Regions from separate parts of the Mus musculus genome. Here regions 1, 2, 3, 5, 6 and 7 are each linked to region 4. A link is a contact called in public Hi-C, HiChIP or PLAC-seq and promoter capture Hi-C data. All regions are on one chromosome and are shown on one strand. The core of a region is the stretch at or near the end of the contact, and the rest is flanking DNA. Distances in the headings are between cores, read along the strand shown. Region 1 holds the start of Gls2 (glutaminase 2 (liver, mitochondrial)). Region 2 holds the start of Mip (major intrinsic protein of lens fiber). Region 3 holds the start of Cnpy2 (canopy FGF signaling regulator 2). Region 4 holds the start of Nemp1 (nuclear envelope integral membrane protein 1). Region 5 holds the start of Eef1akmt3 (EEF1A lysine methyltransferase 3). Region 6 holds the start of Os9 (amplified in osteosarcoma). Region 7 holds the start of Coq10a (coenzyme Q10A).

What was found. Promoter capture Hi-C pulls out the DNA fragments that hold promoters and counts their contacts. Hi-C and Micro-C count contacts between places; a contact is called where the count stands out from the background. HiChIP or PLAC-seq counts read pairs in DNA pulled down with a chosen protein or histone mark.
Region 1: a contact with region 4 is called in a promoter capture Hi-C map of liver, with 11 times the contacts expected there. The contact joins the promoter of Gls2 here to the promoter of Nemp1 in region 4. A contact is called at or near these places in 22 of 39 promoter capture datasets (the 3T3-L1 cell line, 3T3-L1-derived adipocytes, the C10 cell line and 14 more), 1 of 15 datasets of contacts at CTCF or cohesin (embryonic stem cells), 20 of 484 Hi-C or Micro-C datasets (the AML12 cell line, the Ba/F3 cell line, the G1E-ER4 cell line and 9 more), 17 of 115 datasets of contacts at active chromatin or transcription factors (the 230-238 cell line, T-cell acute lymphoblastic leukemia, astrocytes and 9 more) and 5 of 9 other capture datasets (adipose tissue, embryonic stem cells, liver and 2 more).
Region 2: a promoter capture Hi-C map of liver shows a contact between it and region 4, with 6 times the contacts expected there. The contact joins the promoter of Mip here to the promoter of Nemp1 in region 4. A contact is called at or near these places in 16 of 39 promoter capture datasets (the 3T3-L1 cell line, 3T3-L1-derived adipocytes, the C10 cell line and 10 more), 1 of 15 datasets of contacts at CTCF or cohesin (the NIH/3T3 cell line), 2 of 484 Hi-C or Micro-C datasets (CD8 T cells and embryonic stem cells), 8 of 115 datasets of contacts at active chromatin or transcription factors (T-cell acute lymphoblastic leukemia, embryonic brain, embryonic forebrain and 5 more) and 1 of 9 other capture datasets (macrophages).
Region 3: a contact with region 4 is called in a promoter capture Hi-C map of liver, with 2.6 times the contacts expected there. The contact joins the promoter of Cnpy2 here to the promoter of Nemp1 in region 4. A contact is called at or near these places in 8 of 39 promoter capture datasets (the C10 cell line, cranial neural crest, embryonic stem cells and 3 more), 2 of 115 datasets of contacts at active chromatin or transcription factors (embryonic stem cells and pancreatic cancer cells) and 3 of 9 other capture datasets (adipose tissue, liver and macrophages).
Region 5: a contact with region 4 is called in an HNF4G HiChIP or PLAC-seq map of pancreatic cancer cells. The contact joins the promoter of Eef1akmt3 here to the promoter of Nemp1 in region 4. A contact is called at or near these places in 2 of 39 promoter capture datasets (embryonic stem cells and pre-B cells), 1 of 484 Hi-C or Micro-C datasets (B cells), 2 of 115 datasets of contacts at active chromatin or transcription factors (memory CD8 T cells and pancreatic cancer cells) and 1 of 9 other capture datasets (adipose tissue).
Region 6: a contact with region 4 is called in a Hi-C map of CD8 T cells, with 3 times the contacts expected there. The contact joins the promoter of Os9 here to the promoter of Nemp1 in region 4. A contact is called at or near these places in 4 of 39 promoter capture datasets (cranial neural crest, liver, pre-B cells and 1 more) and 4 of 484 Hi-C or Micro-C datasets (CD4 T cells, CD8 T cells, the G1E-ER4 cell line and 1 more).
Region 7: a promoter capture Hi-C map of fetal liver shows a contact between it and region 4, with 6 times the contacts expected there. The contact joins the promoter of Coq10a here to the promoter of Nemp1 in region 4. A contact is called at or near these places in 14 of 39 promoter capture datasets (the 3T3-L1 cell line, 3T3-L1-derived adipocytes, the C10 cell line and 8 more), 1 of 484 Hi-C or Micro-C datasets (embryonic stem cells), 2 of 115 datasets of contacts at active chromatin or transcription factors (bone marrow-derived macrophages and microglia) and 1 of 9 other capture datasets (adipose tissue).

What each region holds. Positions count from the first base shown.
Region 1 is chr10:128,193,295-128,196,611 of GRCm38.p6, forward strand. It overlaps Gls2 (glutaminase 2 (liver, mitochondrial)), which reads left to right and starts at 1,341. Exons shown (of 18, transcript NM_001033264.3): 1 at 1,341-1,613. The coding sequence starts at 1,432.
Region 2 is chr10:128,224,248-128,227,402 of GRCm38.p6, forward strand. Mip (major intrinsic protein of lens fiber) reads left to right here and starts at 1,563. Exons shown (of 4, transcript NM_008600.5): 1 at 1,563-1,994; 2 at 2,801-2,965. The coding sequence starts at 1,635.
Region 3 is chr10:128,321,207-128,324,510 of GRCm38.p6, forward strand. Cnpy2 (canopy FGF signaling regulator 2) reads left to right here and starts at 1,253. Exons shown (of 6, transcript NM_019953.1): 1 at 1,253-1,569; 2 at 2,124-2,236; 3 at 2,378-2,493. The coding sequence starts at 2,149. Pan2 (PAN2 poly(A) specific ribonuclease subunit) reads left to right here. Exons shown (of 26, transcript NM_133992.3): 26 at 1-152.
Region 4 is chr10:127,675,789-127,679,026 of GRCm38.p6, forward strand. Nemp1 (nuclear envelope integral membrane protein 1) reads left to right here and starts at 1,277. Exons shown (of 9, transcript NM_001113211.1): 1 at 1,277-1,439. The coding sequence starts at 1,310. It overlaps Gm16230 (a long non-coding RNA gene), which reads right to left and starts at 971. Exons shown (of 4, transcript XR_872178.1): 1 at 883-971.
Region 5 is chr10:127,040,005-127,043,412 of GRCm38.p6, forward strand. Eef1akmt3 (EEF1A lysine methyltransferase 3) reads right to left here and starts at 1,390. Exons shown (of 3, transcript NM_001205036.1): 1 at 1,214-1,390; 2 at 984-1,095. The coding sequence starts at 1,390. It overlaps Mettl1 (methyltransferase like 1), which reads left to right and starts at 1,928. Exons shown (of 6, transcript NM_010792.1): 1 at 1,928-2,066; 2 at 3,056-3,219. The coding sequence starts at 1,975.
Region 6 is chr10:127,119,148-127,122,604 of GRCm38.p6, forward strand. It overlaps Os9 (amplified in osteosarcoma), which reads right to left and starts at 2,013. Exons shown (of 15, transcript NM_001171026.1): 1 at 1,810-2,013; 2 at 1,222-1,398; 3 at 457-520; 4 at 256-332; 5 at 1-50. The coding sequence starts at 1,971.
Region 7 is chr10:128,367,239-128,370,777 of GRCm38.p6, forward strand. It overlaps Coq10a (coenzyme Q10A), which reads right to left and starts at 1,742. Exons shown (of 5, transcript NM_001374700.1): 1 at 1,460-1,742; 2 at 769-915. The coding sequence starts at 1,599.

The sequences.
Region 1 (3,317 bases), core at 91-2,590, 520 kb after region 4:
CTTGTCTCCACATCCCTGGCGCTGGGACTCCAGGAATGCTGACCACCACATTTTTAATTCTCCTAAATTTTGTGCATTTTCTCCACTACAAACCAAGACCACACCTTTAATCCCAACACTCTGGAGCCTAAAGTAGGTGGATCTGAGAGTTTGAGGTCAGGCTGGTCTAGCTCGTAAGTTCTAAGAGATACGGAGAGGCCAGGTCTTAAAACTAAAAACAATTGGGGGAGCACGTATATGTTTTGTGTTTCTTTGCTTTTTTGTCGTGTGTGTGTGTGTGTTTGTGTGTGTGTGCACGCGCACCGGCATGCGTGTGGTGTTGCACACCCCTGCAATTCTAGCACTTGAGAAGTTGAGGTAGAAGGTTGGCCACGAATTCAAGGCCAACACGGGCTACAAACTGAGTACTACGGCAACAAGGGCTATATCTCAAAGCCCTGTTTCTAAAACAACAATAAAAAAAGATTTCAGCCGGCCCAGCACTTGGGAAGCAGAGGCAGGCGGATTTCTGAGTTCGAGGCCAGGCTGGCCTACAAAGTGAGTTCCAGGACAGCCAGGGCTATACAGAGAAACCCTGTCTGGGGGGGGTGGGGGGGGGGAAGATTTTGAGTTCACTGGCTTATTTTAATACGTGAACTTTAGAGAAAGAGAACTTTAGAGAGAGACTATAAGTCCTCCGCAGCCACCAAATGACCTAAGAACCTGGGCTCCATGACGCCTAGCAATGAAGCGCGGCGGGCTGCTTCTGGACCGTCTTTCTGTCCACTCAGCGCCAGCGCGCATCCGTGATTGGGGTGTTTGCAGCCCGCACCGCCTGCCTGTAAGTGTGCACTGGCCACCCCTGGCCTTCGAACATGGAAGGTCACTACGTGGCTCCCGCATCCCGCTCGCTCTCATCTCTCTTTGAAAGTGTGGCGTTTTCATCTGCACCAGAGCACTCCGTCGTCCCCAGCCCTGGCGCGTTTCCACGAACTCCGACTGCGCAGAGGCCGATCCTCTCCCCGCCAAAGCTCTGACGCGCGCCGGTGTCCCGACTGTCCCAGCCTCCCGCGCCTTTCCCCGCCTCCCAGCGTTCCTCCTCCTCAGTGATTGGACGCGGTTCCTGTCCCTTTTGACTCCAGACCACGCCCCCTCCCCACCCAGCCGCCTCCAGCTTCTCCTCAATCGAACCCGTGGCGCTCCTGGCTGGAGGCTGTGAGGGGACTATGGGTGTACCTGCGGGATCCGAGTCGTCCCGGACTGGCCCCTCCCCGGACCCCAACCACTCCCACCGGGCCGGTCCTTCCCCCCCCCACCCCCCCCCCGCAGGCTCCACTGGCCCCAGGACTGCTCCCGGGCTCCTAGTCTCGCCCGCCACTCTTCCGCCCCTCCCTCCTCGCCGCCGCTCGCACGTCTGGAGCGCCCGGGCCGAGCGGGTGGCGCGCCGGGGGCATGCGCTCCATGAGGGCTCTGCAGAACGCGCTGAGCCGCGCGGGCAGCCACGGTCGGCGGGGAGGCTGGGGTCATCCGAGCCGGGGCCCGCTTCTGGGCAGGGGCGTCCGGTACTACCTCGGTGAGGCCGCAGCGCAGGGCAGGGGGACGCCGCACAGCCACCAGCCGCAGCACTCGGATCAGTAAGGCTCGCGGGACAGGGGCAGGGGACAGGCTGGCTCCCACTCCCACTGTCGTTCTCGCTAGCTCCCTGGGAGTCCCCTTCCCCAGAGAGCGAGCGCATCTCATCTCCTCTCCGCGCTCACTAGCCTGCGATGCCTTTTCCTTTAGATGTGGGGCTTTGGGTCCGCCGCGCTCGGGCGGTCAGGTGCTGTCCGCCGCGCTCGGGCGGTCAGGTGCTGTCCGCCCGGGAGGGCGTTTGGGCAGGTCGGTCTTCGAGATGATGCCTGTCCAAGGTGCGTACTTATTTGGGAACGCAGATGGGCGCGGAGTGTTGCTTGGTGCACGTGTCTGAGTGCAGGGCCGAGTGCACACCTGCCCATCCCCAGCCTCTCTTCTCTGGTCCCAGTATTTTAGGGAATTTTGTGGATATCGAACAGCTTCCTGCCCCAGGTCCAAGTGCGCTTGGGTCTGACTGTGTGGGGTTTCTTGTCTCTGCCTGTCGTCAGTGGGTAATGTGCGGTGTGCGTCATTGCTGATGCGCACGTAGGTGCGTATGTGTCCGGAGTGTTTTTGTAGCAGAGCTTAACCGTGGAATATCTTATATGCTGGCAAAACACTGATAATCAAGTTTCCAACTTGGTTTTGGAATGCGTTGATTATTCATAAATGAGAAAATTGTGAGACAGTTCCTAAACCAGTCAGCTATTGCGTTGCTCTGCCTCTCTAAATTGAAGTGTTTTTCCCCTTTGGGGCCATCTTCAACCCAGGAAGTCGACCCCCCCCCCCCCAGCATACATTGCCCAGGAATGCTTAGTAGCTGGGCTTTCTCTCCAGCCCCAAGAGGAGTGTTTTCAAAGCATGAAATTTGTTATCCTCAGACATCCAGCTGGACGTTGTCCTGGTAGCTCCTGCCTCATTATGGCAGTATAGGAAATGGACCGTTTTTTCCCTATCATATCAGCTTAGTGATATTTAGAAACATATGCACACCATAATTAAATGAACCAGACTGACACAGCAAACTACCTCAACACCAATAAATATGGTTGGGTAAGCAAATACCATTTGCTTATCCGTTCCCTTGTAAGACCTTTGGGGTGAGGAGCCAGAGGCATCCCTGAGTCCTCCTTACGCATCACAATTCACTGCAGTATGTGACAGAATTGTGTTGTTGTTTGTTTTTTCAAGACAGGCTTTCTCTGTGTAGCCCTGGCTGTCCTGGAACTCACTCTGTAACCCAGGCTGGCCTCAAACTCAGAGATCCATCTGCCTCCACCTCCCCAGTGCTGGGATTAAAGTCATATGGCACTACTACCTGGATGTGACTGAATATTTGTAGGAGACCTAGTTTTTTGTGGCTGCTTGTGTTCCAGGGAACTAATTGGTAAAGGTCTTAAACCTTGGCTCCCTTTGGAAGGTAAAGGAGGTTGGCAAAGAGGAAATACATTCTGATTATTAATTCTAATAATTCTGATTATTTAAAAGTATATAGTTTAGGGCTTCAGACCCAGACATTCAGAGTACTTGTTACTCTGGCAAAGGACTTGGATCTGATTTCCAGCACAGCACGTGATGGCTCACAACCATCTGTAAATCCCAGGGACTCACATGGGCATTCATACACACACAAATCTTAGGAAACACTTAAAAATAAAATACTTGCCAGGCGTGGTGGCTCATGCCTTTAATCCCAGCACTCGGGAGGCAGAGGCGGGCAGATTTCT
Region 2 (3,155 bases), core at 313-2,812, 550 kb after region 4:
GGGTGTGGTGAGCCTGGCACAGATACTTGGGGTGAGGTCCTCCGTCCCCCCTTAACCTCTATAGTTCTGTCTTATGTTGTAGCTAAAACACTTCTGTCACTTTGTATCCTCACACCCACCTGCCTCAGCATACACTCAGAGGGTCTCAACTCCTATCTGTGATGTGCTAACCTTGCTCCTCTCTGAGGCCATTTCCTGCAGGCAGCACAAACCCTGCATTTTCTGGGGTTGACGTAGGTGACTGGGATCTACAGAGTGAGATGCTACGAAGGTTACAGGACCTGAAGTCAGGAGTCTTTTGAGATGCTCCTGGGATGTTCAAGGGTCCATGGATGTTACTGTTTCTCTTCATCAGTCCCTGTGAGTGCCCCTGGTCTTGACAACTTCCCCTGCTGTTCTGTGGGTTACAGGGGCCCTCCACCGTCACTGTACTGTCTGTACCATCCAACCCCAAGTTGCACATTGCAGGACAGAAACACAACTCCCTAATGTGTTCCTTCTCACTCCCCACTGGAGGAGAGGCACTGGCTGAGCCATCCCTACAGGGTCTGCTCCAGGGCTTCACATGAAAAGCTCTGCTGACCTGTATGACTTCCCAGGTGGAGGAGTCTGTCTCGGAACCCCATTTTTCCTTCTCTATTCACAGAGCCCCGCTCTCCTAGGCCCCATGTCCCTCTCTGAAGCTGAACAGAGCTGAACCTCTTTCCCCTTGACCCAGATTCTTCTGCGTCTGGGTTGAGGGTGGGCACTCCAGTCTTGCTCTCAGCTGTCCTGGAGAACTGACTGAGCTGTTTTGCCAAGTGACTGTTTCTTCTCATCCACCACCTCCTGCTACCTCACATGGGTTAGGAAAAGGCACAGCGTGGCAAGAAAGTGGGAAAACGGACCACGTTTCCTCCTTCTGGGACCCCAACCCCACTTTCAGATCATGTTTCCCCACCCCCTGGTTTAAAAGGGCAGGCTGATGGTTTGGAAAGGGAGACGCTGGCATGGCCAGGGGGTAGGGAACTCCGGGGCTCTGAGAAAGCCAGACACAGCAGAACTATTCAGTTCCAGAGCTGCAGGGTCCACAGATTCCAGTCCAAACCAGCCAATGGGAGAAGGCCCCCTAATCCCAGGGAACTAAAGAATTCTCTTCAGTTATTCAATTCCCCTGCTGCACCCCACTCCTTACCCCCTCCCCCACCCTTAACCCCAATAGACTCAAGGGAGCCAGAGACCCCCATGAGCGAGCCCACCCTATCTTAGAGGAAGTGAACTCAACCTAACTACCTTCCAAGAAATCTGAGGAATGTTCTAAACCAGGTGTCAGTCAGGACTATACTATGAGCCTCAGCTTTGACACACACAGACACACTGTTCTAGTTCTCCATCCATGGACCCCATACTTCTGGCTCCTTGGCTTCTGCGCTCATCCCCGCCCCTCCCCCTGCTGAGGAGAGAGAAAAGGAAATCCAACCTCTTTACCAGAAGTTCGATTCAGACCTCCACAGCTGTGAAGGGGTTAAGAGGCAGAGCCAATTACCTCAACCTGCCCCTCCCAGGGATTAAGAGTCCTCTATAAAGGGGACTGTCAACCCAGGCAGGTCCAGGGGGTTATTAGGGACCCAGGCACTGTGTTCACCCCCACTGCCATGTGGGAACTTCGGTCTGCCTCCTTTTGGAGGGCCATATTTGCTGAGTTCTTTGCCACCCTCTTCTATGTCTTCTTTGGGCTTGGAGCCTCGCTACGTTGGGCCCCTGGGCCCCTACATGTCTTGCAAGTGGCTTTGGCCTTTGGCCTGGCCTTGGCTACATTGGTGCAGACTGTGGGTCACATCAGTGGAGCCCATGTCAACCCTGCGGTCACTTTTGCCTTCCTTGTGGGCTCCCAGATGTCCTTGCTCCGGGCTTTCTGCTATATAGCAGCCCAGCTTCTGGGAGCTGTGGCTGGGGCGGCTGTGCTGTACAGTGTCACCCCACCAGCTGTCCGAGGAAACCTAGCGCTCAACACGGTAAGGGCTGGCTAAGGGTTGGGGAACACAGTGTCCTGACTGTTGGCCTGGCATGCTTGCTCATGGTTGTGTGTGTGTGTGTGTGTGCGTGTGCACGTGCGTGTGCATGTGTGTGAGCCATAAGTGCTCTGGAGGGGAAAGGAAAGCATAGAGGCCTCCGTGGTGAATCCAGAAAGTTGAGTTCAAGTCCCCTTTCCTTCTGTTTTGAGCTGGAGGGCCAGGGGTGGGGGTGGGGCAGGCGCAGGACTCTAGACCTAGCCTTCCTACATAGCCAAAGAGTCCTTCTGCCTCTACTCACCACCCCCTCCCCCAAGTGCTAAGATTACAGACAGGTACACCCAAACACATCCAGTTTATGTAGTGCTGGGAATGGAACCAGGGCCTCACGCATGCTAAGAGGCAAGTCACATCAAATGAGCTGCACACCCAGCTCTTCTCTCCCCTACTCCTTAAGACAGGGTTTCTCTGTGTAGCCCTGGCTATCCTGGAAGCTCTGTAGACCAGGGTGACTTCAGACTTACAGAGGAGGCCTGCCTCTGCCTCCTGAATGCTGGGATTAAAGGCAAGTGTCACCACTGCCAGGCCAGGCTCTTAGATTTATTTTACTTTATAAAGTCTCAGTTTCCCCTCTCAGGTGAGTGAGTGCAATCATTTCTACAACAAAGAAGCTCTGTTAGGATAGCAACACTGGCTTGGGAGGGGCTCCGCATCCTCTCCCGGGAACTGAAGTGTAAGGGGTGCCTGCTTCAAGTGGGAACAGCGTGGCAGGGCTAACAGTTGCCTCTGTTTCTGTCCCCTTTGGCCAGCTGCATGCTGGGGTGAGCGTGGGCCAGGCCACCACTGTGGAGATCTTCTTGACGCTCCAGTTCGTGCTCTGCATCTTTGCTACATACGACGAGAGGCGGAATGGCCGCATGGGCTCTGTAGCCCTGGCTGTTGGCTTCTCCCTCACCCTGGGGCACCTCTTTGGGGTAAGCAAGAGAGGTGGGAAATTTCTTACTCAAGGAATCTAGGGACCCTAAAGTATTACCAACTTATAAGGGTTCTTTCCTTCCTACTCCACCTTTAATCCTAAGTATTATATATATACCCTATTCAGTACCAGTTGGTACAAAGGGATAAACTTTCTTACAACTGCTATATCTAATCCTTCTTGACTTT
Region 3 (3,304 bases), core at 3-2,502, 650 kb after region 4:
AAGCTGAGCTACTGGCTTCATTCCTGACCACAGCTGAGAAGTATCTGTCTTCCATACATTCTATCTCGAGTTTTGTTTTATTTTTTAAAAATTTTGCTTAAAACAGCATGTTTTATAAAATAAAAGTATTTTTATCTCATTAGAAAACCGCTAGTGTGGGATTCTTTGGCTTCTTTCTTTCTTTGATTTGACTTCACCAAACAATGAGAAAATGAAAACTGTGTTTTCAGATCCACACCTAGAAATGAAGATTCTGAGTCCCAGAATGAATGGATCCAGGAGGAACATAGTTTTTTTGTTTTTTTGTTTGTTTGGTTGGTTTTTGGTTTGTTTTTTGAGACAGGGTTTCTCTGTAGCCCTGGCTGTCCTGGAACTCACTTTGTAGACTAGGCTGGCCTCGAGAACTCAGAAATCCGCCTGCCTCTGCCTCTCAAGTGCTGGGATTAAAGGCATGCGCCACCATGCCGGGCACCAGGAGGAACATAATTGTTCTTCCCCTGGACGGTGTTCGGTCTTTGCTGTAGTTGCCTAGCACCCTAAATACATAAAGCGATCACAAATCCCAGTTTATCTCAAGACCTTAAGGCGTGGTGTCAACCTGTTATCCTAACAGCGGAGCAGTTGAGAACCACAGTCCCCAACCAGCCTGCGATGGGGAGTTGAGTTCAAGGCATCCTGGGCTACATAGCAAGACACTGCTTCACTCATGACAGTACCTGCGGTGTGCCGAAAATTCAGAGAGGAATTGCTCTATTCACAGCGTGAGAGCTAAGAAGAATATTGACCGTAATATAACCCACACCCCCATCCTCAGAGGATAAATTAAGAGAAATCTCCAAGAACCTGCCTGAAAAGGCAGATAATACCAAAAATGATATTACCCAATACATACCTAATGACGATCATTTATTAATTTGGTACAAGAAGGAAGTTGTTTTAAAAACTAGTTTTTTTGTTTGTTTGTTTGTTTTTTTTTTAAGAAAGAAAAAGACCTGTAGCTACTGGCAGAGTGGTACTGCAGTGCTTCCTGGGAAATGTAGTTTGCTGTATCATGAAATCTTTGTGCATTGAAACCTAGGCTTCTCTCCCACTACTAATTGCATCTGTTTGCAAGTCCTAGCCCACCTGGACTGATGCAATTTCCCCAGGCACCCCATGCGCTCGGTCCTCACTGTAAGCTAGGCTACCTTTGTTCTTTGGTTGGTCACGTGAACCAATTCGCCACGCAAGTCTGGGTCCTCAAGTCTTCCAAGGGGTCCTCGCTGCCTCGGAGGCGCTCCTAAAGCTGCCTGCTCGCGCGAGAGTTTGGAGGGGCGGGCTTAGGGTCAGTTTCGGTGGGGGGCTCGCACGGGACCCTCAGATCTCCGCTTAGGTGCCTAGTTAAGTGCGGGAAGCTGGGCCAGGCGGTCACTGGCCACCCTGAACCTGGCGGGAGCCGGAGCGCTCTGGAGAAGCCGGGACAGCCCCGTTTTTCCCAGCCAGCTGCTAGGGTTGGGACCCACAGAAAACAAAGTGAGAGTCCGGCTGCTTTCCAGAGCCTGGGCCACGGCGGCGGCCGTGGGAGCAGAGGTGGGACAGATGCGAGCGTCAGAGGCTGTGGGCGCACTGAGGTTGGGAATGGACCCGAGCAAAGCGATGGCGGAGTCCTTACAAAAGGGGCTGGTCTGTCTGCACGGGAGCTACTTACATTCTAGAGATGGGGATTCCGGAACCCTTGGTGCTAGGTCCACATAGGCCCTGGTTATGGAGTGTGCTCGCTGGCTTCATGGCCTGACTGGTTCCTTGCTGGCAGCTCCTTTCTGCCCGTCATTCTCACGTAATCGATAACCTCCATCTCAAAGCTACTGCATAGCTCTGTGAGTCCTCAGTGTCCTCAAAGTATCAAAACCCAGGCCCTCACCTGTGGAGGACATAGTTTCTGGATCTGAGTCCCAGTCCCGAGCTCTCACTCCCTATTCCCCCATCCCGAACTCCGGTCCCTCGGGTGTTTGTAACGAGGTTTTTTCCTGGAAAACAATCCGAATCACACCAAGGCCTCTGAAGGCCTTGGAATGAGGGGTGACGGTCATGGGGGAAATGGATCGCTCTCCTCACACCTGTGTTTCATTTTCATACAAATCCAGGTGGAGCGACCCTGTTACACTAAAGATGAAAGGCTGGGGTTGGCTAGCCCTACTTTTGGGGGTCCTGCTGGGAACTGCCTGGGCTCGAAGGAGCCAAGATCTACACTGTGGAGGTAAAAGCACGAAGACCAGTGGAGAAGTGGGAGGAAGATGACCCGTGGGAGTCATGAGATCCAAAGCTTGGAACAAGGATGGATAGAAAAACCCTCATTCCCCTCACCATCCCCACTCCCTGTTCTCTTCCCTGACACCAGCTTGCAGGGCTCTGGTGGATGAATTAGAGTGGGAAATTGCCCGCGTGGACCCCAAGAAGACCATTCAGATGGGATCCTTCCGAATCAATCCAGATGGCAGCCAGTCAGTTGTGGAGGTAATTTACTATCCCTCAAATAAAGTAGCTCACTCGGGCTTAGAGTATGAACTTGTTCGAAGAGAAGAAAGCAGGAAGTCATTCGACCTGTAATGATAATGATCTCAACCCTCAGAGGCGGGACCAGAAGGATCTTTCTGAGTTCTAGTTCTGGTCTACCCCATAGAATTAGGTACTGTCTTCGAAAAGAAAAGAAACAGCCTGGTGTGATGGTACATATCATTAATCCCAGCAGAGGCAGGCTGATCTTGAATTTGAGGCCAGCCTGGTCTACAAAGAGAGTTCCAGGACAGCCAAGGCTGTTATAGAGAGAAACCCTATCTCAAAAAACCAACCAAACAAACAAACAACCAAGGAGCCAGAACATTGATTGTGTATCAGAAGGACTGGGCTCTAAGCCACTTATGGTATTTGCATGCCTGTAATCCTAGTACACAAACAGCAGAGCAGTTGGGTTCTGCCTATCTGGAAGAGCCTGGAAAGTTATAACCACGTATTTCTTTGCCCCAAACCTCAATTAATTGTTTCTGCTGTAGAAGTTAGGTCTTGATTAGTCTGTTTCTCCTCATCCCCAGTCCGCATGTCTCTTGTTTCACTATAGCAGTATTGTATATATACATTTATTTAAAAAAAGAATAAGAGGTCTTGTCCAGCTGGGAATGTAGCTCAGTTGATAGAGTGCTAGCCTCGCATGCACAGAACCCTGTGTTTGGCCCTTAACATCCCATAAACCCAGCATACTGGTACACTCCTGTGATGCCTGCCCTCAAAGTCTTCCCTGGAGCTAGAGAGATGGTTCCGTGGTTAGGAG
Region 4 (3,238 bases), core at 27-2,526:
GTCTACACACAAGTGTGTGTATATATATGTGTGTGTGTATGTATGTGTATATATATATGTATATGTATATATATGTGTGTGTGTGTGTGTATATATATGTATGTATATACACACACATACAGGTTCTCACGGTTCAAACTCTATAATCCTGGCTACTCTTCAATTCTCAGCAAGCCTTCATTCTCAACTTCCCAAGTGATGGGATTACAAGCACGCCTTTAATCCCAGCACTTGGGAGGCAGAGGCAGGCAGATTTATGGGTTCAAGGCCATGGTCTACAGAGTGAGTTCCAGGACAGTCAGGGATACACAGAGAAACCCTGTCTCAAAAAACCAAAAAAAAAAAAAAAAAAAAAAAAAAAAGGTGCTTCAATTTTCAATTTCTGTAAGTGCTACACACACAGTGCCTGGACTGCAAGTACTGGGAGGCACCTAAGCCACAGAAAGAACTTAGATTTGAGCTCAGAACCTACTTTGTGTTTTTTCTCTCTCTCTTAGCCTTGGCTTTTTTTTTTTTTTTTCCCAAATGGAGAGGATAAGCTGTCTTAATTATCACTTGTTTCGTTTCAAAACCAGAAATGCTCGGGACTTGTAGTTTATTCCTGTGGCGTTGGTGATTGAAACGAGGGCCTTGTGCACAGTTTAGCTACATCTTCAGTCAAAAAAGGAAACCGAAGCCAAATTAATACTTTTTTTTGGTGTTTTGTTTTCTGTTTGTTTTTTTCTTGCAGTGCTGGGGATCGAAGTCAGAGTTTCTATCTCAGCTCTATCTCTACATTTTCAAACGTTGTTTATGCCTGCAAAACCTTGACAACGCACAATAATCCTGTACTTATTGCTGAAATATTTCAGAACTTTGGAGACAGGCTGGCAATCATTTTACCTTAAAAAACGGTCACGGGAGAACCTTACTCGTGAAGAGTTGCCACTGGCTAGCATGTCATAAAAGGGCCGAGGAAGAAAGGAAAGAAAAACTAGAAGAGACGTTTCGATGGAAACACGCAGTCCAGGAGGCCTCCTCTCATTCTGATTTCCTATTGGGTAAGCTTTCCATCAATCTCATTTGTAAATAAACCGCGGACGGAAGCAGATTGCGGGGAAAGGGCGGGCTCTTCCTGTCGTCACTGCCAGGATTGGCGTTGCTAGGAGGTGTGGCTCCTAGGGGCGCGGGAGGGCGGAGCGCGCGAGGCCCCGCCTGCTCCACGGGTGGGGGTGGGGGCGGGTCTCGCAGCCGATTGGCTGCCGGCGCTGCCCGTTCGGAGACAGTTGCTGAGGAGGGGCACGCGAGGAGGAGGCGGTGTGAGGCATCCATGGCGGGAGGAATCAAAGTGTCGGTGTGGTCGGCGGTTGGTCCAGGGCCCCGGTGCTGGGGGGCCGGGGGCGGCGGCGGCGCCACATGGCTGCTCTTGGTCGTCGCCGGCTGCGTGGTCTGCGGCTCAGGTACCACCCGGGCAGCGGCTGCCCAGGGGTCGGGCGCGAGGGCGTTAAATGTGGAAAAGTGGTTTCTTATCCCGAGGGTGCGGCCCGTTACTCGGAGCAGCTCGGGACGCTGAGTGAGACGCTCCAGGGACGGTCCGCACTGACGGGTCCCGGGCCGCCCTCCGGACAGCTCGGGTCGGGCGGAGGCCTGAGCCTTCCCCAGGAAGGGAGGCCTGGGCTGGTTGACACCCTTTAGGGGGGAAACCACGGAGGGGCTCCGAGGTGCTGCTAGGTCTCTTGAATTTCTGAGTTAAAACGGATTTCTGGGTTTCGCCCTGAAATAGGTCAGGAGAAAGCAAACGCCCCACTCATTCAGTTTACTAAAAACACCCCAGGGATGGATCTGTCTCGGTACAGTGGAATAGAGTTCACCTGAATGTTTTTCAAGACAGGGTCTCTCAGGGTAGCCCCTGGCTGTTCTGGAACTCACACCTTAGACCGGGCCGGCCTGGAGTTGAGAGACCCACCTGCCTCTGCCTCCTGTGTGCTGGGATTAAAGGTGTGTGCCACCACTGGCCTCCTGTTAAGATCCTCCTCCCAAATAGCTCCGGAGAACACACCTGGAGTCATTATACTCCAGTTGCCCAGGAAAGATAAGAGGCCATCCGCTTAAGCGGGACGTAGTTCCTAAGTTTATTCATTCTTTCAAGCACATTCATTTTGTACTTTCTGCTGGACAGTCAACTCCGGACTAGGTAAGAAACTTATTTTGTGATCCCGACCAGAAAAAAAAAAAATTAAAAGTTGATAAGAAATCGTGTTTTCCCTCCCTTGTTAAATAGTGGCCGGGAAAATAAGTGATGTTTGCCAACATCCACTGGAGGGAGTAGCAACTCCAGAGAATAAAGACAGCCAAGGCGTGTAAGCACACATCCACTCTCATACTGCCCCCTTCCGTTCCTGCCTGCCTGTCACTTGCTCTCACTTGTGGCTTTAAGATCAACACCCATAAATATATTGTTCAAGAGGGACTGGAGACTTCTTTTGGGAAGAGAGTATATGTCCAGGAAAGATTCTTTTCCGGATCAGGGCCTAAAAGCCTAGAACAGGATTTGGAAGGACTGTCACCTGAATAAACTGTCAAAATGGGGCCTCGGGGTGTGAGGACATAAGGAGATACTAAGCACAGTCAGCAGTTCCTTTGAGATTTCCTTTACAGGACACTGGGGATTGAAACGGAAAGCAAAAAGCCAGGCATAGTGGCTCAGAACTTTACTCCCAGCACTTGGGAGGCCAAGGGAGACAGATCTCTCCAGTTCGAAGATAGCCTGGTTGGTCTACGTAGTGAGTTCCAGGACAACCGGAGCTACCTACACCTGGAAACAAATAAGCAAATAATAAAATAACTTAAAAAAAAAAAGTGCCGGGCGTGATCGTGCACGCCTTTAATCCCAGCACTTGGGAGGCAGAGGCAGACAAATCTCTGAGTTCAAGGCCAGCCTGGATTACAGAGTGAGTTCCAGGACAGCCAGGGCTACACAGAGAAACCCTGTCTGGAAAAACCAACCAACCAACAACAACAAAAGTAACCTAAAGCACACTTTTCTGCTTGCTTGCTTCCCTTCCTCCTTTCATTGAGACAGGGTCTCACTGTGTCGTGCAGGCTGCTTTGCAACTCATGTGTAACTCTGACCTGTAACTCAGGCTCCCCCTGCTTCATCCTCCAGGATTCTGGGTTTACAGAGCGTCACCAAAGGTTCCAAGGTTTCTTCTAGGAAGGGAGGCTCGGGGGCTTCCTAATGTGGAGAAAATTCACCTCC
Region 5 (3,408 bases), core at 140-2,639, 640 kb before region 4:
CCCCTTGATGGACTGCTCAGCCCTCAAGGTAGCTAGTGAGAGCACAGCCATGCTACCCAGACCTCACCATCATGTATGTTCCGTAGCATCTTCCCACATTGTCCCTCGATAGACTACAAGTTCCTTGGCACACAGAGAATACATATTGACTGACTGAAGGAATAAATATAAGAATTAATGTCTGCCTCTGCAAAGACTGCCCTTGATGTGACCCACTTCTGTTCCTACAAATAAGGACATCTGGTTTACACGACTTAGATCACTAGGCAAGAAGCTTTTGTAGGTTTTTGCTCAAAGTGAAGCACAATTTCCCTGACCTTTTCCTTTCCCAGGTCTCAGCTGCTTAATTACCAATTACCACCCATATATATATTCACACTCGGGTCCTTCAAAATTCATAACCTTGCTTCTTCTAGTATTAAAAACCCTAGGCTCTATTGCAGTACGGTAGCACACACCTATAATCCCAGCACTAGGAAAAAGTAAGACAGGAGGACCAGGCAGGAATTCAAGGCTAATCTCTACGTAATGAGTTTTAGGCCAGCCTGGACAACAAGAGAGCCTGTCTCAACCAGACTACAAAACCACACCCACACCCCCTACCCACACACACACACACACCCAAAAAAAAGAAAGGAAAGAAAAAGATATTTAAAAGATCCTAACATAACAAAGCTACAAATCTTTGATGAGGTTCACTGTCCTAGGTCTCTCCTTCAGAAAATCCATGCAAGCATTTTAGCGAAAGAGCATCTCCAGTTTTTTTTTTTTTTCACGGAAAGCCTATCTTATTTGTTTCAGGTACCCTGAAGCCAACTAGCTTGAGTGTTCTGAACACTCGTCAGCGCTGTCTGCCTTGCAGGAGAATAGAGGTTTGTTAAAAGGAAAGAACTGAGCTGAGTTCTACCCACCCCCAGGAATCCACGTCCTCACTTCTCCACACTCCAGCTCCCCTCCTCCCGCCGCAATGCCAGCTCACGCACCCTGCAGCGCCGCCAAGATTCCCACGATGCCCGTCCCCGCGCCCAGTTCGATCACCTTCTTGCCTCGAAAATCCACATTTTGACTCTCGAAATAGTCACACAGGCTCAGAGCCTATGAGGAAGGGAAAAAGAAAGTGGGAAACTGTCAGAACGGTGTCTCCATATGGGAGAGCCGGGGTCCGGGGACTGGACCTCTCAGGGACCCTCACTTAGGGCAGCCCATTCCTCACCGCATCCCACACGCGTGCCGCCACCCCAAGGCGCGACCCAAAGTTCTGCGTGATGCTCAGCTCGTGCCCACAGAAGCAGAACCGGCTGCTCTCTGAGTAAGAGTCTGTGAAGAGCCGGATCTCCCGTGGGAACACGGATTCGGGCTCAGTTTCCGGATCGGTGCGAGAGCTGGCCATCCGGCAGATAGAGTCCCCGAGCACCCCGGCCAGCGCTCGGATCCCCTCTATCGGTGCGGGGTTGAGGCTGGGGACTGCCAGCCATATGGGCTGCTCCCAGGCACCGGGCCCCGCCTCCCCAGTTCGCTCTCCTTCCTCCAGCTGGACTTCCTAGAGATGGATGGGGATGACCCCCGAGCCCGGGTACCTGGCGCACACAGAACAGGACCCACACAACACCATACGGGCCAGACTTGGTTTGAGACCACCCGGAGAGAGAAGAAATGATGCTTGAGTTTACTGTCAGAGGCGGGTCCCTCACATCCCGCTCACCTGTGGGGCGCACAGGTACCTGTGGGCATTTGAGAACCCAGACTAGGCCAGAACGACCCAAGGGAGGATGCGGGGTGCCCGGAGCTGGCCTCCCCAAAGCACGGTTAGCAATAGCAGGGCGCAGGTTTCCCCTCCCACTCCCTTCAGGGTCCTTTCCCTACGGTGCTACAGAATTTGCTCTTCGCTCTTTAAAAGGCGGGGCCCGCTGGCGGTCCGCGGGCTGCGTCATCACCTCGCGCCGCGAGCTCGGCTCTCCACGTGGACTGCGTGGCATGATGGCGGGAGCCGAAGCCCCCCAGCCGCAGAAGCGCTACTACCGGCAGCGCGCCCACTCCAACCCCATGGCAGACCACACACTGCGCTAGTGAGCGGGCCCGGCGGGGTCCGGGAGGGAGGGAAGGCGGTCGCGCAGGGGCCACCGCTAGGACTTGCGATGGAGCGGGGAGGGTTGTCCGGGTGACACGTCAGCTGAGGATGGCTTAGGGAGATTGGGCAGAAGGCGGAGTTGGCCGGCTGGGAGGGGTCGCGGTGTTGGAGACTTAAAGTCTGGGTGGACTTGCCAGCCAGATCTAGGAAGAGGGGGGAAAAACTATTGCCAAAATGAAGCGAAGCAAGTTGTCATTTCCACCTTCCGGTTTTTCTTTTTAATTTGGTTTGGATTTTGGAGACAGGGTTTCTCTGTGTAGCCCTAGTTGTCCTGGCACTCACTTTGTAGATCAGGCTGGCCTCGAACTCACAGAGATACAGCTTCCTCTGCCTCCTGAGGGTGTGCACCACTACACCCGGCTCCGATTTGGGTTTTTTAATTTATAAAAAGATAAACATATATACACACTCCTGGCCACTCCTTGTTCCATCCTCGCCACACAAAATACATAAACAAAGAGGGCTGGAGAGATGCCTCAGTGGTTAAGAGCGCTTGACTGCTCTTCCAGAGGCCCCAGCAATCACATGGTGGCTGGAAACCACTTCTAATGGGATCTGATTGCCTCTCCTGGTGTGCATGAAGACTGAACACTCATACACATAAAATGCAAAATACACGGGTAAATAAAAATTTTAAAATATACATAAACAAAGTAGTGCTCCAGTGCCTTAGGCAGTCAGTCTCTGGGAAAACCTTACACACATCAGTACCCAGAAGAACTTGGCAGATCTGCAGCCATAGCCTCATGATGGGACTGATTCACACCCTAGAAGCCAGGGGACTTCCCATTACACCTTCTACATACCACATGGTCCCTGCATGCAGAGTTTTTTTCTAAGCCTACCACCCCCCCCCCAACTCTTACACAAAATGTCTGCACTGGTATGTACAACAGTCTCATGTGTCTCATGTCTTCTTTCTAATAGCCCTGTGAAGCCAGAGGAAATGGACTGGTCTGAGCTTTACCCAGAGTTCTTTGCTCCGCTTATTCAAAATAAGAGCCATGATGATCCAAAGGATGAGAAAGAAAAGCACTCTGGGGCCCAAGTGGAGTTTGCAGACATAGGCTGTGGCTATGGTGGCTTGTTAGGTAATAAGCTGGCCCTTTTCTTGGGACAGGGAGAGGCCTGGGTTCTGCCATCTCAGCAGGTTAGAGGCAGGATTAGTTGACCTTTCCTCCTGGGACCAGACAGCAGTGACATCAGTGTGGAGAGCCTCCACCTTCCTTCTACTCTGGGTCTGTGGCCTTTGCCCTGGAGGAGGGAGGGGGCTGCCTCAG
Region 6 (3,457 bases), core at 763-3,262, 560 kb before region 4:
TTGCCGTAGGTCTGGCTGTGGTAGCGTTTCAGCCGATGCTGCTTGGAAGCCTGGAGAAAACATGAGGCGGGGTGGAGAGGGCGTGAGAAAGGGAACACACTCCCGCAGGGACCGGGGGATCACAGAACAGAGCCCAGGAGGCTTGATGGGTACCAAACCCCAAGAGGCACACCAGCTCAATGTGACCCTCCCTGTTGCCTGGGCCCTCTATCTGCCGCTCAGCCGGTCCCCAATCCAACCCCACACCCCAGTCACCTTGGCTGTTTCGTCGTCCCAGTTGAAGGAGGACTGGTAGTGGCCAAGATAGAGGACGTCACCTTTGATCTCCGAGTCTGTAAGGGAAACCACAGTAAAGCCCACTATTCTCATGATGAGGCCTAGAAGGGAGGACTGGGAGGGAAGGTTACCAACCACACAGGGTCATGAAGGCTTAGGGGGAGTGTAGGAGCGATTCACCTTCCATATGGTACTGCTGGATATGACGTCCATAACAGAATTCATATGTCCACCAGTCCTTGGTCTGATAGTGGAAAAAGGAACAATCAGGAGGCAAGAAAATGATCTCCTTGTGAAACCACAGTCTCCTGGCTCCGAGATATATAACCTGTCATTTAGTTCTCACCTCCCTTTTTCTCTCCCCTCCCGCATTCTCGACTCTGTGAGAAGGGACAGCTGTTTTCTTTTCGTGGCTGGAGACGCACATCTAAAGTATAACTGATCCCCACCCATGCCCTTTCTTCTTCTTTTCTTCTTCTCTTCTTTCTTCTTCTTTCTTCTTTCTTCTCAGACAGGGCTATGATGCTCTGTGACCCACCTGGGATCACAGGCATAAATCATTCCCTGCCCTCCATAAAGATAAGAAATCATGGTATCCTTGAAGCACTTGGATGAGGACTCCCACAGGTTCAAGTATTCACTGAACTTCGTGGAATACAATGGCATCCTGAGGTAATGAGCAATAGGAGCAGGAGGTGACTTTACAGGTAGGCTCCAGCTCTTCTGGTCCCACCACCGTCCTTCTGATGTTGGTTTAACCTATTTTGAGATCTTCTATCTTAACCTTTCCCTACATTCAGCAGAGTCTTTGCTTTGCACGCCCCCACCCCACCCCCCACGCTCCCCCCCCCCCAAACATATCTAGTACACCAATGGCCCTTTAACTCCCACTGGCCTCCATTCCGGTTCCCAAGCCTTCCCTCCGCCCACCCCAGTTCCTTTCACCTTCAGCAAACAAGGGGCATCTCTCATTGGGCTCAACAATTCAGGGATCCCGGGCCCCTGGTAAGCAGGCGTCTCCTCCTCTCTTTCACGTTGGAAGTGAATAGCTCCAGCTGGTAGGCGGCACTCATAGCGCTGTTTGTACTTTGAAGACACAACCACCACGTCTGAAGCTTGGCTCTGGGAAAGAAGGGTCGGGAAGAGGGGCAGGGAGGCAGAGGCTGGGACCAAGAACAACGAGATCCCTCTTCAGACCCTGGGGACGTGCCCAGTGGAAGAGAGAATAAGCCACAAGTCCTCCAGCTGCCCCGGCTGAGCGGAGGAGAGGGCGTTCTCGCTTCCCCACCCGGCGGGGTCCCAGTGATTTCACTACGACCTGGGGAACTAAGGTCTACAGTGGGGAGCCCTACCCCTGTCGGTGCCTGGTCTCCGAGGATGGGTCTGCCTGCCATTCCCAGCAGGACCGCAGGAACACCACCATCCCTTCTCCATTCCCCCATTCTCCCGAGCCCGGTGCGCAGTTGCCCTTCCTCCTCCACCGTGCGCCCCTTCCTCTTGCACAGGACCCTCACCTCGCCCCACACCCCTTACCTGCCCTCCCATGACAGGCAACGGCAAGATCTGGATGCCATAACGCATCTCACTCAGCTCCTCCAAATTCAGGCTCCCGACACCGCCCGTCAGACGCGCAGGTAACAGGAGCCCTAGAAATAGCAATCCCAACAGACTGGACAGCAGCACCTCCGCCGCCATCTTCCGCTCCGTCTCTGCTAGAGATGTCCCTTCCGCCCCAAACCTGGCAGCGGCCTCACCCGCCCATTAGCGCCCCAAGCTTTCATTGGCTGTCCGGGAGCTCTCTCTTACGTAACGCATCCTCATTTGTAAACGTGGCGTCAAAGCCTCCAGGGAGGCGGGTCGCATTGTTAGTAAAAATCAATAGCTGTTTCTGATTGGCCAAGAGCAACAACCAATCATCGGCGAGATTGGGCCCCTCCCCTCCTCGCTCCTTAATCCTGAGGTGTGGTATGTGGCTGTGTTCTTTTGCCTGTTGTCTCATCCCCAGCTGTCGGAAATAAACCTTCTTACTATTTTTCATATATTTCTTGCAATGTATGGCATCTCCATCGGGCAGAATATTGAAGCGGATGGTGAGTGCGGGGGATATTTTTGGAAGTTACTTAATATCTTTTCAAAATATACTATACAGAAGCATGCTTCTTCATAAAAATATACATATATCGCACAGATATTTATGTATGTACATATATAATTATGTACATATTTACATTTATATACACACAAATATACATGTACATATTTTTATATACACATATATGATAATATATTACCAACAACCAAATAATCTGTGTCAAAACCTGAATTTGCCCTCCAATAAAATTATTTTAAGAAGGAGAGTGTGGTAGTGCATGCCTGTAATCCCGACACTCATGACACAGAGGCAGGAGGCTCAATAATTCAAGGTCATCCTCTTCCATATTGTGAGTTTGAGACCAGCCTTCGATATTTGAGTCACACTCTCAAATACACACAGACACTGGCTTAGCAGGGTTCAAGCTGCATCACAGTTGGTGTACACACCTGGAATCCAAGCAGTCATCCTTGGCTACATAGAGTTGGGTTCAAGCCTGGAATACATAAGACTCTGTCTCAAAAGAAGAAGAAATAATAATGGAGCCAACAGTGGAGGTAGATGCCTATAATTATAAGCTGAGGCAAAAAGATGAACAGTAGGAGCCAGCCCAGCTTATGAATAGCAATCTTTGAGGAGGAGGAGGAGGAGGAGGAGGAGGAGACAAGGAGGAGGAAGGCAGGGGAGAGGAGAAGGAAGAACTAAAAATAAGGGCCTTCTGGTTAAAGTTGGGCTGGGTCTTGGGTATGTGGGTAAAGTGTCTGTTTGTCCAGACTGTAAGGGAAAACCTGTAAAAACAAAAGGGAAATGAAGCTGGAAACAGACGGTAACTGAATTAGCAACCCTGAGAATATCAATTCCTAGACAACGGCAAACGAGAGACATTATATACCATTGGAAAATTTCTGCGGGGAAGCTCACCACGCCAGGGGAAAATCTAAAAGATACACAGACACATATCCTGCTTTTAACACCTTGGGTTATGTGCCTGCACACAGACTTTTCGATCAGATCTTCATAAGACCTCACAGTTAAAAACTCGGAAAGCCAAGCACAGTTATCTATCTAAGGGAAATCCTTAATACACAA
Region 7 (3,539 bases), core at 492-2,991, 690 kb after region 4:
GTCCCTTATAGTTTAAATTTTTTAAAGCATTTTTGCTATAGCTGGACATGGTGGTGCACGCCTTTAATCTCAGCACTTGGGAGACCGGCCAGCCAAGTCTAAATAATGATACCGATTATCAAAATAAAACAAAAGCCTGACATCCTGGTAGCCAGTAAAGTCCATTTAGTCCCAGTGCTTAGGAGGCAGAAGCAGGCAGATCTCTGAGTTTTAGCCCAGCCTAGACTACATAGTTCCAAGGTAGATACCCAGAGGTATGTCTTGAGACCTTGGCTCAAACAACAATAACAAAAAGCTGTGACTTAATTAAGTCCTGTAATAAGTGGTTTCTTAGCATGTTCAATCCCCAGCACTGCAGAAAAACAGCAGCATGGTGGCACATGTCTATAATCTCAGCTCTAGGGAGGTAGGTGGAGGCAAGATATAAGTTCAAAGTCTTCTTGACTGTATATCAAGTTCAAGGCCAACCCTAGGCTATGTGAGAGCCTGTCTCAAAATGTGTGTGTGTGAGATACCTATGATGCAGCTCTGGCTATGTAGTCCGTGGAAGCTTCAAGCTTAGATTACAGGCTGTACTACCTAGTCGGTTACCTTTCTATGATGTAACACAATTCTAGACTAATACACGTGCAGAACAACTAAGGTGGGAAATTTAGGTTGAAAGGCTGGCAGCGAAAACGTTGCTGGGGAGACAAGTGGCCCAATATGAATCTTACCCACTACTGGTACATGGTTATTTATTTGAAGGGGAAAAAAAGGAATGCTCACCCCATGATCCTACGCTCCGAGTAAGCCTTTCGCTTGTTGGTAAAGGGGGCAGCAAAGCCCATGAAGGAACGACTATGAGGTAGGCCAGCCTCCGCTGCCAAGGCCTGGGCAGCGCGAGGCAAGAAGAGATTACAGGAAATCAGAAACCTAGCGCCAAAAAGAAAGGAGAGGCAGCGTCACGATTCTTTTTTTGTATTCAACCACTTCAGGTGAAGGGGAAGAGGGATGCATCACAGAGGAAGGTCGTTGGTTCGGGCAAGCTTTTCTGCCCCTAGCACCTGCTGCAGCTAGCTGGGCTGGCTGGCCAGGCAGTCACGAGTGCGAAAGGTCGAGGGCGGCTGAGGACAGGGCCAGGGGTGGGGATGGGAAAAAGAAGGGCACGTCCTAAGTGCCAGCTGCCTTTGAGGCAACACTACTGCTGCAAGCAAACTGAAGCATCTCTGACGCCAGGGTCAGGCCAGGCACATCAAAGCCAGAACGCCGGCGAAGGCCAAGAAGTGGCTGGCACGCACCCGCCCCGAGCATCTAGCTTGTACGCGTATCTCCAGAACTCCATTCGAACTCCCAGGGCACCACCAATGCCAGCCCTTCTCCGGCCTGCCGTCTAAGGGCTGCCACCCTCCACCGCTGAACTTCGGGGTGCCGGGCGACCCCCTCCGGTCCTGCGCGGACGTCTGTGCCTGCCTCTCACCTCATTGGACGCGGCGGCCGCGGAGGGCCCGGGGGCGGGGTCGGGACGGAGCGCGCGCCCCGGCAGAGCGAGAAGCCGCAGCAGCTCCGGGCGGCCGCGCGCGTCGGGGCCGGGAGCCTCCGCGCGCCCGCAGAGGCCATGCGCGCGCCCCTGCCTGGCACTCCCGGCGGCGGCGAGCTGTAGGGGAGGCCGGGCAGGAAGGGCGGCGCGAGCTCCGGCTGCCTTCGCCCTGCTCCGGCCCGCGCGCCGGATAGGCTGTCACTGAAGCGGTGACCGCAGCTCTGGGTCCCCTCACGTCACGCCGTTGCCAGGGATCGGGAGGAGGGAGCGCGAGGAAGGAAGGGACAACGCTGCCTGTCGGGAGATGTAGTTTCTTTGACACCTCTGGCGTGAAAGAAAGGGCGCTGGGTGCGTGTCGGAGGAGCTGCAGAGATGGCTCGGGGGAGCGAGATCGCCTGGCACAAACTACTTGGCGAGTCTGTGGTCACAGGACCTGATACGTAGACGCAGAGGCGACGTCGTGGGCGTGTCAACGGCAGATGGCTGTCGATGTCCAGAGGAACGTTTCTCAGAGCCCTTTAGAAGGAGAGGCTCTTTTCATCCTACTGGCCTTTGCAGTGCCTGCTGCCGGTTTATGTCTTTGGAAAAGGATATTAACTTTGCAAGTTCTGGGCTGACTTGTATAATCTCTCCTAGATCTACACGCCCTTCCCCCTTCCTCCCCTTCTCGTTATTCGAGACAAGACAATTCAGGCCTTGAATTTGCAGTGCTCCTTCATGAACGTCCCTAGGAGCAGAATTTCCTCCCTAATATTTATGGAAAGAAGTCTGAGGCAGAAGCAGGAGGGTTGCCACGAGTTCCAGGCCAGCCTGGGCTACCTACCCAGTTTTAGAGTAGCCAGCTCTAAACAAGAAGCAAGCCCTACTGTCAGACCAAACCAAACATAAGACATGGTTTGTTTGTTCTTTGAGACGCCCTCGCTATATAAGCTTGGTTGCCCTGGAACTCTTGGATATCGTCCTGACTCTTAGCTGCTGAGATTACAGACATGCATGCTCTCCAGGAGGGCTTTGGGGTGTCATGATCTTGCTCTGTAACCTGCACTGACCTTGAACTCATATGCACCTTCTTGCTGCCACTTCCCAGTTGCTGGAATTACAGGTGTGAGCTACTACTAGCCAAAATTTACTTTTAGAAAAAAGCACCATCACTGTCGGGGAAAAATGTGTACTCAATGGAGGACGAGACATCACAGGCAGAAAGCCCAAAGGTGAATACTACGTCCCAGGATTCAAGGAAAAAACAAGCGCTCTTGGGAAAAGTATGACCAAAGGAAAAAGAGAGAAGAGAAATAAACTACAAATTAGAAAGAGATTAGCCTAGACGGGTGCAAGAGCAAGCAAAATTCTCCCGACTGTCACAGAGCAAGCTCTGCTTTCCCTACGCTGGGTTAAAGCTCCCCACATTGATTCGAGCTTTGCCTGACAAAGGAAATGTGCTGGCAGGAAGAAGACAGGCAATCAAAGCTACATTGTGATACAAGTCAAATGCTTTACACAAATAAGGTCATAGACTCAGAGTCAAGACGAGGCTAGCCAGATGGCTCAGTGGGTAGGGGTGCTTGCCACCCAGTTTGCTCTGAATTCAATCCTCAGGACTCCCCCCCCCCCCCCCGCCCCCATGGAGAGAACCAGCTAAACACACATCACACAACACACATGTGCGTCTCCCACACCCACACACACACCATAAACATACATACACATTCTCATGCACACACACACATTCACATTTATACACTCACACACATACACATTCTCACACACACACCATGCACACACACATACTCATTCTCATGCACACACACACACACACACACACACACACACACACACGAGAGCATGAAACCTCCAGATGCAGAATGAGTGCATTTCTAACACTTTTCCTTCCAAGCTCTTCAGAGAGAGCCTGCTGTGTCCTCATTCCCACGTCCCTTCCCTTCCTTCCAGTTCAAAGGTGGTGTTCCTTCTGCGTATGACCTTGAAGGGCAGCCTACTCCTTCCAGCTTCAGTCTCTAGT